Linked DNA regions of Gossypium hirsutum: all the other regions are linked to region 2. Evidence: chromatin contacts called from public Hi-C data. All regions are on one chromosome and are shown on one strand. Each heading gives the region's core, a stretch centred on a gene start, on an enhancer-like site or on the middle of the called end of the contact. The rest is flanking DNA. Distances are from core to core; before and after follow the strand shown.

Region 1 (3,980 bases), core at 220-2,719, 180 kb before region 2:
AAAAGGTGGCTACATAATATCAGACAATTCTTCAGGAAACAACCCTGACATAATCCTGATCGGAACTGGCTCTGAGCTGGAAATTGCCGCTAAAGCTGCCGATGAACTAAGGAAGGCTGGAAAAGCTGTTCGGGTCGTCTCCCTTGTTTCTTGGGAACTCTTCGATAATCAATCAGACGCCTACAAAGAAAGTGTTTTACCATCTGGTGTATCAGCTAGGGTAAGTATTGAGGCGGGATCAACTTTTGGGTGGGAAAAGATTGTGGGATCGAAAGGGAAGGCAATCGGAATCGATCGGTTCGGGGCAAGTGCACCAGCTGGTAGATTATACAAAGAATTCGGTTTAACACCAGAGGCTGTTGTTGCAGCAGCAAAGGAACTTTGCTGGCATTATTAGGTGCCTTTTGTGACTTTTTTTGTTTTTAATAATAAAAGGAATCATCCAAATTTCTTATGTTGCTTTGTGATTTTATATGTTTATGAATTTGTAATTCCTCTTTGAACTATTTTCCCATAGTTTTTGTATCACTTCTTGCTGCTTTAAATGCTTATACGCAAGAAAGAGTTGATAATCTTGCTTTTAAAAAAAAGGGTTAATATTACTTTTAGGGCCTGAGTTTCACAATTAGTTCAAATTTGATATTTAGGAACTTGTCAACTAAGTTTTGACGTTGTAGCACTCTAAAATTTTGTCATGACATCAAGTTTTTATATTTGTCAAGTTAAAATGGACTTAGCTATCAAGTTCAAGAATCGAAGTTGATTAAAAATAATAGATACTAAAGTTGATTTAATTATCAAGTTCACCACTAGCAATATCTTTTTCAAGGTTCAAATTTACATTAAATTAAGTAATTATATTGATTATGTGACTATAAAAGTATCAAGAAGGTCTTTATATTAAGATTCAGATTGCATTTTGCTTCGTCTACATAAAAAATAGGTAAATTAATCTTTGTACGTTAGATCAAAGAGGAAACTGGTCTTTCTATTAAAAAGTTCATCCAATTTTATTGTTAAAAATTAGTCTTTGTACATCAAAATATAGTACACGTGATATGTCAAATGCAATTGTTTAGTTATTTTGTTAGTTATATCAATTTTTAATAATAAAATTTTTTTATCAAAAATTCAATTTATATGAAGGCCAATTTAATTATTTTTCGAGTTAAAAAGAAATAAAATAGAAAGTCTATCCTAATATAAAAGACAAGGTACTTTTAGCAGTAGCAGCATAATGAAGCAAACTTCGGTTATTTGCACGCTTTAAAAATTAAACAACTCCTATATCTACCTACCTACCCAGCCACCCACCCATCCATCCATCCAAATCTCAATCTCTAAAAAATGTCGAAAAATTAAAATTAAAATAAATCATAATTTTATATTAAAATAATTGCAATCTAAAATGAATCCAAAATAAAATTGGGTTTATATCAATAGTACCTGTAGTGTGGACCCATTAAGACAACAATTAAAATTGAGGGGGTTTGGTAAAGCTAATTCCCACACCAACCCCATTTTCTCCTAGCCTTTAGATTTTGGTTGTTGGTGAAAAAAACCCTTCTTCCACTCAATTCAATCCAACAACCACCATCACCAAAAAAGCTTCCTTTTTTAATCCCAAAAACTCCATCAAATCTCAATTTAAAGAAATAAAGTTAAAAACTTTGTTTCTAAGAGAAAAGTGAGTGTTTGAGACAGAGATGGCAACGCAGGTTGGCAAAATCTACAATGGAACACAAAAAACATGTGTTCTTCCCAATGTTTCAAAAACCCAGAATCCCAAACATGTTCCTTTTGTTTCATTCAAATCAAATCTCAATGGAAAGACAAGTTCTTGGGGTTTGGTTGTGAAGAACAATGGGAAATTTGGGTCAATAAAGGCTCGGTCTTTGAAGGTTTCTGCTTCAACAGCAACAGCTGAGAAACCATCTAGAGCTTCAGAGATTGTGCTTCAACCAATTAATGAAATTTCGGGTACTGTTAAGTTACCTGGGTCTAAATCATTGTCTAATCGGATCCTGCTCTTAGCTGCTTTATCTGAGGTATGTTGATTTTCATTGGTTAAATTTTGGTATTTGTCCTTCTACTTTGCGAAAGTTATGGATTTAGTCCTTTAATTTCATTCGAATTTTTTAATTTTAATTTATATAATTTAAATCCTTTTGGTTATATTCAATTACTAGCACATGTTCTCTAAGGGAGGGGGCAAAATGAAAATTTCCCATATAGCTCCTTTTTTTAAGTTAGTATAATGGTAAAATTTTACTTTGGTCCTCAAATTTTTTATTCATTTCTGGTTTCCTTAAAATAATTTTCTAGCATTGGATCATTATAGCTCCTTATGCTTTTGAAATTTGAAGTTTCCACATTGGTTAATACTTGAGTAACATGTAAAATAACAAATTGATATAGCATTACACGAATGATAATATGTTTGTCGCATTAGGTTTTGAAAATTACTTAATAAATTTAGCAGTTGACCGAAATTTTAAAATTTTAAAAAGTATTAATTCTAAAGATGACTAAATTAAAGTACATGGATTAAATTCACAACTTTGGTAATAGAGAGGGATTAAATTCAAAACTTGGTAATGCCATATCCTTATATGTTTTTAATGTTTTGTTTGATATGTAGGGAACTACTGTGGTTGAAAATTTGTTGAACAGTGATGATGTTCATCACATGCTTGTTGCTTTGGGTAAACTTGGTCTGTATGTGAAACATGATAGTGAAAAGAAACAAGCCATTGTTGAAGGTTGTGGTGGTCAGTTTCCAGTCGGAAAAGGTGAAGGTCAAGAAATAGAGCTTTTCCTCGGGAATGCTGGAACTGCAATGCGACCACTTACTGCCGCTATTACAGCTGCCGGTGGCAATTCGAGGTCTGTCCCTATAAGAAAATCATGTTTTATAGTCGATGATTCCTTATGATTGACATTAGCTTTTCATAGGGTAAAAGTATCATGGAGGCCCCTGTACTAGGAGTTAGATTGCATATTATTCGGCAAATTAGTCTCTATATATTAGATCAAAGAGCAAATTGGTTCTTTTTGTTAAAATTTTTATCCGTTTTTACTGTTAAAACTGGCGTGGCAGGGACTAATATTCTAGAAGGCAAAATGGATGAAATTATTTAACAGAAGGACTGGTTTGCTCTTTGATCTAGCGTACAGGGATTAATTTTCTATTTTTTGAGTAGAGGAGGCAAAATGCAATTCTACTCCTAGTATAGAACCTCCATGGTACTTTTACCATTTTCATACTCATGGAACTATATATGCTTATATGTTGATGCTCTTTGTTTTGTGTATTGGTTTCGAGTTAATGGATATATGTTACATGTCTCTCTTTAGCTACGTACTTGATGGCGTACCCCGAATGAGAGAGAGGCCGATCGGGGACTTAGTTACTGGTCTTAAGCAGCTCGGTGCTGATGTTGATTGCATTCTTGGCACGAATTGTCCCCCTGTTCGTATAGAAGGAAAGGGTGGTCTTCCCGGGGGAAAGGTACGGTTTAAATCATTTTTGTTATGTTCAAGTGCTTCTAGTGTTGTTGCCTATATTCACGATATATTTTTGTTTTGGGTCATTTTGCAGGTGAAACTCTCTGGGTCTATTAGTAGTCAATACTTGACAGCTTTACTCATGGCGGCTCCGTTGGCTCTTGGGGATGTGGAAATTGAGATAATTGATAAACTTATTTCCATCCCATATGTGGAAATGACTATGAAGTTGATGGAAAGGTTTGGGGTCACCGTGGAGCACACTGATAGCTGGGATCGATTCTTTATCCGAGGAGGTCAAAAGTATATGTAAGTTTCTAAATGTGCACTCACTTGCATGGCTGGAATGGTCTCGGACGAGTAGTAAAATTTATAAATCTTTCAGGTCTCCTGGAAATGCTTATGTTGAAGGTGATGCTTCGAGTGCCAGTTACTTCCTTGCGGGTGCAGCAGTCACGGGTGGGACTGTCACA
Region 2 (4,074 bases), core at 1,216-3,715:
ATTCTACTATTCATTTTAGGTCATTTTAGTGATTATTTTTTAACCTGAGTTATTTTTATAAATATAAAAAAAATTTAGGCTAAATTAGTAAAATAGTCAATTTCCTATCATCTTTCCACCTTAAATTTAGTTTTGATTACAAACTTATGGGTTTTTTGAACTCATGTTATCTGAGCGTTAGTTGGGAGTTTTAAATATCAATAGAAATTTATGCTTTCGTATTGTCGGTTAATTCAATCGATTTTTCGAATTTAATCAACTTAATCGATCACTTTACATATTAATTGAATGACCGATTTAGATTTAACTAACTTAATTGAATTAACTTAACTTTGATCAGTAAAGTTAGTTAATTGATTTAATTTTTATATATTATAAAAATATTTAATATAAATATAATATATTATATATTAAGTTGGTTAAGTCAGTTGATTTGATTATGAATTGTAGTAACTAGTAACAACTGAACTTAACTAAGACCATAACCAACCATTGATTTTAATCAAATAGGTTAACAAAATTCTTTTTTTTTTTTTGGTTCTTTTCAAAGTTTTGATTGCAATTACAAGCAACATAATCGAACTGATATCTCGAGCCAAATCAAAATAGCTATATATAGAAAGGACCAACACGTGATATGATTCAAGCCGGAATAAATATAGAAACAATCAGTACATGATTTACGTAGGGTAGTAGTTAAGTTTTGATCATTAATATAACAAGACATCCTACTTTGCCAACAGTATCGAGACTCCATCTTAGCTTATTAGGTCAAACAATGAATAAGAAAAATTATGGGCCCAAATTAGATGGGCCTCCTTTTCTAATCCTAGTCATTGTGATTTTAAGTGAATGAGAATTGCGGGTGCAAATATCCAAAACCCACGAATAAAAAGGTATAACTATGCTTTTGGTTCCTGCATTCTTAACACATTTGAAATTTAGTCCAATTATTTGACAGTGGACTTGACTCCCAAAAATGACAAAATTGAATTTTGTAATATTATAAAAAAAATTCACATTTTGCCGAATTTTATTCTTTAATTCTGGCCCCATAAATTTTTTTTTGATTTCGCCCCTAAAGCAAGTCAGCCCATGACAAATTGCTTTTGGCCTCTTTTTAGCCTCGAACATATGTGACAAGTTGCAATGCTAACAAATTGGCCTTCGCACCGCAACAGCTACCTAGTCAAGGTCGAAGACAAAAATGGATAGCTTTAACTTAGCTTCCAAGATGTTATATTTATCTCCACCCTCTTCTCTTTACCATTACCATTTTCCTTAAACTCGATTTAAAAATTGGAAAGCGTTCAAAGTCTGATCTTTGATGGTTTCAAGCTTGATCAATTTAGATTTAGATTGAAAAATTCGAGTTATTGTTTGTAAATTCAAATTAATTTAAATTTTGATCCTTATTTAACATAACTTAATAATAGTGATTATAGTCTCTTATTGAGCATCATAAAATTGAATTATTTATGAATCTATTACAACCTCTGGGTAGCCCAATTAGTAAGGCCTTGGTTGGGTTTAGGCCCATTTGTTATTTGGATCAGGGAGTTGTTAATAAATGCATGAGGCTCAACAAAGATTGTTCAAATTTTGGGCTTATAAATTTGAATTTTAGTTTTTCTGTTTTTTATATTTCAAAATTCAGGCTGAATTGTTAACATTTTTTTATTAAACCCGTTTTTATGACATTTTAGAATAAAAAATAATCGTTTGATAGAAACTTAACTAAAAATAAACGATGTTGTAATGTTAAATTTAACAAAATAATTTTAATAATATTAACAATTAAACCTGGAATTTAAAATTAAAAAAGATTAAATTCCTATAAATAAAATTACAATCACTAAATTCTCTATACACAAAGAATGCAAAGGTTTGTGGCATATTTTAACAATAAATGTATAAGGCTCATTCAAATTTTATGTGAGCGAGTTGACTGGTCTTTACTAGCTCAATGATAAGATCTAGACATTGAGAACATTGAAATATCATATTTGAATTTCAATATATGTAAGAATATGGGTTTTGACACGTATCTATTCTAATTAATTAGTTTGAGTTAGTCAGTTTAGTGTTTGTAATGGTTAATTTTGATTGGAATTGAGAGAAAGTAAGGGTTTATTCATTGATCAAACTCAACATTGATGTACAATAAAATAATATCATCACATGTCATCGAACAATGATTTAGATTATTCATTAATTTTAACTTAAATTATCAATATCATATCAATCAAGTTATTTCATCATTTCAATAGTCAAATTTGACATTAAATACTAACTTGAATCTGATGTTAAACATATTTAAAATACGCGAATCAATATCTACCATATTAAATCAATTGACATTAATATTATTATCATCTCGATTGAAATCATATTTTTATTAATAGAGAAAAATATAGATTTGAGTATACTAATCTTAGGAGTAATTGGAATCAATTTTTGATTTTTGATTTTTGATTTATCATCCCTACCCGTAGCTGCGCCCCACGAGTCAAAAAGATGGTGCGAAATTTGCATGTAGAAATTAGGCACAAAACTACAAAAAGCATACGAATCAGAGCCGCGGCCATTTCCAACCCTAAAACCCACATCAATTTCTAGCAGCCTCCATTACGTTTCCCCTTCAACCCCTTCACCTCATCACCGGAATCTGAAGTCATGGCTCAAAGCCATCGCCGTGACGTAACCTCCGCCGTCTTCCTCCGATCGACCATCTTCACCACTGTTATCACCATCATTACCATTCATTGAATCAACCTCCCATTTATTTCATTTTCCACACATTTTCAATTTCTAAGCATAAAAATCCTTATCCAACTCAAATTCAAACGTTATCTAGACTTTGGGTTGCTGTTTTCATTTGGTTTAAAAATGGCTATTTTGAAGAGCTATGGAGCTTGCTTGAGAGAGTCTTCCTTCCAGTTTCCTCGCTCCCATCGCATCGATAACTACAAGAGGTATTTTAAAAAAAAAAAAAAATTTAACACTCACTATTTAAGATAAGATATTTGTTCTTTTTCCTTTGTTTTTAATTGCAGTAATTGTTGAATTCATTAATTACTTTATAATCATGTATTATTCCTTGTTTCTTATTTGTAAAACAGTTCAATTTGGTACTTGTTTAAAAGATTATGGGTTTGTTTGATTTAGTGCTTGATGGGTGCTACTGATAATCAAAGGTTAATATCTTAGTTGAACTTTATATCTGCATAGTTTATTTGCTCCTATGTTAAATGTGGATCGATCCTGGGGAACAAAAATTAGAACTCAATTTGAGTTCGTTTAATGTAAAATAGGTTTTTTGAACTTATATGTATTGTTTTTTGTTTATATAAACACATACTTCTAAATATATAATTTTATAATGAACTATAGGCTAGTAGTAATTATAGTTTTACTGAATTGGATCGCTAGTGTTCCTTGTTTCAAAATATACTTACCAATTCGAAAATCTCTAGGGAGATAATGATTTATGGTAACAGAGATTTGCTTATCATCCTGTTCGCTTGCTTTGTATCAGGAGAAATGTGAAATGGAGGTCGCCCCAAGCAGCAATAATACCCGATTTCCACCTCCCTATGCGTAGCTTCGAGGTTAAAAATAGGTAGCTAATAAAATTTTTCGTTATCTGAATGTGGTTTGATGTTTTGCTGGGAAGAATTTGTTGTTAATTTGCTTATAGTTTCTCTGCATCTCTACCTATGTTCGTTCTTGGAATGTTACTGTTGGCGGTGTTATTGTACCTGTTTATCATCTTTCTTATAGCTGGTACAAGCGATATGTGCTTTGAATGTGCTGTTGACATTGTTCTGTTATTCAAACCTTTATTTATGGAGCCTTTCTGTGCATAAACTCAATTAGGATCTCTTCGTGCTTGTAATATTATCTTATGTTTGGTGTTGGTACTTGTGTAATGCACCATGCATGGTGAATGCATAAGATATATTAGTCCTTGATGATGATGATATGGTATGTGGGATAAAGTTGTGGTGACTGTTAATATTTTCGTGTCCTGATCTATGCTGCCCGGACTCTTCATTTTTCTTGAAATACCTG
Region 3 (4,458 bases), core at 562-3,061, 220 kb before region 2:
TTGAGAACACTGCCGGTCCGCATAAACATCAAGCTGTGGCATTAAGGGTAAGTTCCGATCATTCTGTGTTCTACCGCTGTAGCATCAAGGGTTACCAAGACAGTCTCTTCCTCCACTCGCTGCGACAATTTTACCGAGACTGTCACATACACGGCACAATCGATTACATATTTGGTGACGCCTCGGCCGTGTTGCAAAACTGCGACATCTTTGTCAAAAGACCGATGGACCATCAATCCAACATGGTAACGGCACAAGGGAGAGACGATCCCAACGAGAACACAGGGATTTCAATCGTGGAATCCCGAGTGAGGCCAGCACCCGATTTCGATTCGGTCAAGCATTTGTTCAAGAGTTACTTAGGTAGGCCATGGAAGAAGTATTCAAGGACGGTGTTCATGAAGACGGACCTTGACGGTTTAATCGACCCCAAGGGATGGAATGAATGGAGCGGCAGCTTTGCGTTGTCAACGTTGTATTATGCGGAGTATAGGAACACAGGGAATGGTGCTTCGATCGGGAATCGAGTGAAGTGGCCCGGTTTTCATGTCTTCAACCGGGCCGAAGAGGCTAACCCTTTTACGGTGAATAGGTTCATACAAGGAGAGCTATGGATTCCAGAGACTGGTGTGCCTTTTAATTCAAGGCTTTAATTTAATGGTTTCTTATTGTAATGTTGTTAATGTTTTTGTGATGTGATAATAATGCCTTTAAAAGTTTTAATCTAAAAATTATAGCTAAAATATTTTATGGGTTAAATTGTATGTTATTTTAGTATTATTAATAAAAGTTTAAAAGATAATTGTGATTAATTAAGAGTTGAAGTTTAAATTAATTTTTATATTTTTTATATAAAGCTAAAATATGATTTGTAGTAAATACTTGTGAAATTAAATAACTTAAATATAGTATAAATATAAATAGATACTCAAGACTCGATAGCTTTGTCAAGCATGTGATTTTTTAAAATTTGAAGAAATTACAAGATACTTTTACTATTTTGGGGTTAAGACTATCACCTATCCCTTGTTGCAGGATCAATAAACTAGTCACTATACTTACCAATATAATCAAATGAGCAACCGATAATAGTGTCTCTAAGTAAACTCTAATGTTCCTAAAGTTTATTATATATCTCGTAGAATCTTCTAGCCTCTAAACCCAATCTATTTTCCTATATAAGCCATCTTCGAATTCAATTTATCAAACACAATCGAAACATTTTCTCTAAAAAATAATTTAATCTAACTAAATTACTAGTAAATTTACGTTTTAGTTACTTTAATTTTAAAAAAATTACAAAATGGTCAGTGAATCACTCAAAAGTTTTCTTTAAGTCACTGTGTTGTTAAGTTCTTTTTTTTAAGTCTAACTTGTGAGTTTCAAGCGACGATTTAACGATTAATACGATGGATTAATGCTCATCGATGAGTAGAAGAACATACTTTAAATCCATGTCAATCTGATGATCAGAAAAAAATTTTATTTGAATTTTAGTTTGCAAATTTGTAACGTTCAAACAATATAAAAAACAACAGAACTATATAAAAAAAAGGAGAATGGGAGCTTTCTATTGGTGCAGATGGTGCAAACAGATAATGCCATACAATAATAATTTTAACAATCTAGTGACTTATAAAAAACTTTTAAATAATTTAGTGACTATTTTATAACCAATTTAAGTGTCCAAAACGTTAATGTACCCAAAACAAAAATAGAAAAGCCGAAGATGCAAGATAAGCCCAAAAGCTATGAATATTCAAAGCCCTAGTTCCAAATAAAAAGATTTAAAATTCCAAAAGCCCTAAAAGACTAGAGCTTTATCTTCCTTGAGCCGACAATTAGGTTTTTTTTAAGACAAGATTGTACATTTTGGGCTGAAATTTCAATTTTCTAACTCTTTCATTGTCAATCGTAATTTAAGTTAAAAATCGCTGGCAGATAAATAGATTGGGGAGAAATTTTATTAAGTTTTTAGGGATTTGTTAGTGGAACCCAGATTATTTATTACTATAAAAGTTTAACCCTAATTTTCTCAATAAAAAAATTCCCCAATTTATTTTTTCAATCACAGACAATTCAGTAATAGTTTATTGGTTCTTTCCTTTTAATTTATTTTTGAATTGAACCGGGTGGTTCAATCTTATACATAAGGTCCAATGGCTGGTGGCTCTGATGCGGCGGAGACGCTTTCATGTGCTCGTTGTAGCAATCCTGCTAGCCTTCAGTATGTTATTGTTTTCGCTTTAAGATATTATCATTTTTAGAATATCAAATTTTTTGGTGTAATTAACATTGGGTAGCTTTCAAATTTGTGAGATATTTTGAATTAGCTTGTAATTGGTTTATAGTGTTTTTTTTTTAAATTATTTTGAGCATAAAAAAATGTGAATTGAGCTGTATTTGGTTAATAGTGATGAACTTTACAATTAAGCTGAATCCTTTTGTTAATGATATAGCTTATTGTCTGTAGGTGTCCTAAGTGTGTGCAGTTAAAGCTTCCTCGTGAAGGTGCTGCCTTCTGGTATGTATATCTTTTTCTTGTAGATTTTTATTTAGTCGCTGTACTTTTCAAAAATTAAAATTTCTGTCTGATAACTGTTAAATTTATTAAGTTATGCTATTTTCAAAATTTGATGAGGCAAACATATTATGGTATATTAAATATTGTGTTAGCTTTACTATTTCCACATAGTACTCTTTAAAAATCCAGTTAGTGAATTAACTATTATCATTTATGTTAGTATTAAAATGTCAAAATTCAAAAAGTATAGGGACTTAAATGATCCAATTGGAGAATATGAATTAAATCTACAAACCTATACATAATACAGTACTAGCAATTGAATTTATCCAAATAGATTTAAGTGTTACTGTTTGGGTAAGGACTAGACTAAAATTGACTAATTTGAACATCAAATTGAAGTAGGGACGAAATCCTCAAATTTCACAAAGTATAGGGACTAATAGAAGAATGTAACCCTTTTCTTCTTTAATGGTGTTGTTTTTATTGACAGCACTCAGGATTGTTTCAAGGCTTCTTGGAGCTCACACAAGTCAGTTCATTTGAAGGCAAAGCTGTCTTCACTTGGTACAGATGGTGCTGGTGGACAAAACTCTGATTTAGCTAGTGAGGGTTGGCTATATTGCTTGAGGAAAGGACAAAGTCGGACTCCGAAACTTCCTCCTTTTAATTGGACAGGGTACTTGTCTAAGATTGTAGTCCCTCTTTTACACTTTCTTTTTAAGTTTGGGTCCTTGTTATTTCTGATTTTTATTATTATCTTTGTTGTTCAGGTCACTTAGACCATATCCCATATCTGTCAAGCGTAATGTACCTGCTCACATTGATAAGCCTGATTGGGCTAATGATGTGAGTATTTGGAAATCAGTTCGTGTATATGGAATACTTATTAGCAATTGAGTGGGAAATTTGTTGATGACCGACCTATTCATGAACAACTAACCTTATTTTCTCTCTTCTTTCGTGTTGATTTTGCATTTCTAAGATATTTTTGTTGTCCTTTCATATGCAGGGAGTTCCAAAGGTTGAGCCGAACAGTGATTGGCAACATCGTGTTGAGGTAAGTTTATGCGAGTGAAATCTCTTCTTAAGCCTTAGAGAACAAATAATATATACTTTATATGCTCCTTATGACTTTATCTTCTTCTTTTTTTTCTTATTAACTTTTGGTGTGTCTGTATGAAGATCAAGACTCCTGATCAAATTGAGAGAATGCGAGAAACATGTCGTGTAAGTTCCATCTTCCACTTGATTTTGTTTTTTGATTCACAGCCCTTTGTTCAATTTTTAGTTATATCCAACTTTCTTTGGAATTGATTTTTAATTTTTCTCGAGTTGTTTCAAGATCTCTTGGTATTTAAATCTCTATTGCTAGATTGCAAGGGAGGTTTTGGATGCAGCTGCTCGAATGATCCGTCCTGGTGTAACAACAGATGAAATTGATCGAGTGGTTCATGAGGCTACTGTTGCTGCAGGTTGGAATGAACTTTCATTTTGCTGCATGTATTTGTGATTGTGCATCTATCTGGTTTCACTTTATATGTAATCTCTCATGCAGGAGCTTATCCATCACCTCTCAATTATCATTTCTTCCCAAAGTCTTGTTGCACGTAAGTTCTTCTATATATATCTGTTGAATTTCTGGATATTATTCTATTGATGGTAGAAATACCATGGAGGCCCCTGTACTAGGAGTCGGATTGTATTTTGCCCCCTTTAATCAAAAAAGGGCAAATTAGTCTCTGTACTTTAGATCAAAAAGTAAATTGGTCCTTTCTATTAAAAATTTCATCCATTTGTACGGTTAAAAACTGGCTTGATTGACAGAATAACCAGTCAGTGACATGTGGCCTGCCACGTCTACACAAAAGGATCAATTTGCTCTTTAATCTAACGTTCATGGACTAATATGCCCGTTTTTTGAGTAGAGGAGG

The links. Hi-C and Micro-C count contacts between places; a contact is called where the count stands out from the background.
Region 1: a contact with region 2 is called in a Hi-C map of leaf, with 1.9 times the contacts expected there. The contact joins the promoter of LOC107945613 here to the promoter of LOC121210886 in region 2. A contact is called at or near these places in 5 of 34 Hi-C or Micro-C datasets (hypocotyl and leaf).
Region 3: a Hi-C map of leaf shows a contact between it and region 2, with 3 times the contacts expected there. The contact joins the promoter of LOC107893909 here to the promoter of LOC121210886 in region 2. A contact is called at or near these places in 2 of 34 Hi-C or Micro-C datasets (both in leaf).

Annotation. Positions count from the first base shown.
Region 1 is chrA12:78,906,944-78,910,923 of Gossypium_hirsutum_v2.1, forward strand. It overlaps LOC107945613 (3-phosphoshikimate 1-carboxyvinyltransferase 2), which reads left to right and starts at 1,470. Exons shown (of 8, transcript XM_016879681.2): 1 at 1,470-2,048; 2 at 2,642-2,886; 3 at 3,358-3,511; 4 at 3,602-3,816; 5 at 3,893-3,980. The coding sequence starts at 1,707. LOC121210881 (transketolase, chloroplastic) reads left to right here. Exons shown (of 7, transcript XM_041082759.1): 7 at 1-506. The coding sequence ends at 397.
Region 2 is chrA12:79,084,331-79,088,404 of Gossypium_hirsutum_v2.1, forward strand. LOC121210886 (4-hydroxy-tetrahydrodipicolinate synthase, chloroplastic) reads left to right here and starts at 2,466. Exons shown (of 3, transcript XM_041082762.1): 1 at 2,466-2,975; 2 at 3,539-3,622. The coding sequence starts at 2,890.
Region 3 is chrA12:78,868,472-78,872,929 of Gossypium_hirsutum_v2.1, forward strand. LOC107893909 (methionine aminopeptidase 1A) reads left to right here and starts at 1,812. Exons shown (of 16, transcript XM_016819055.2): 1 at 1,812-2,227; 2 at 2,474-2,524; 3 at 3,018-3,203; 4 at 3,298-3,373; 5 at 3,537-3,584; 6 at 3,710-3,754; 7 at 3,900-3,999; 8 at 4,083-4,134. The coding sequence starts at 2,160. LOC107893911 (probable pectinesterase/pectinesterase inhibitor 36) reads left to right here. Exons shown (of 3, transcript XM_016819056.2): 3 at 1-769. The coding sequence ends at 653.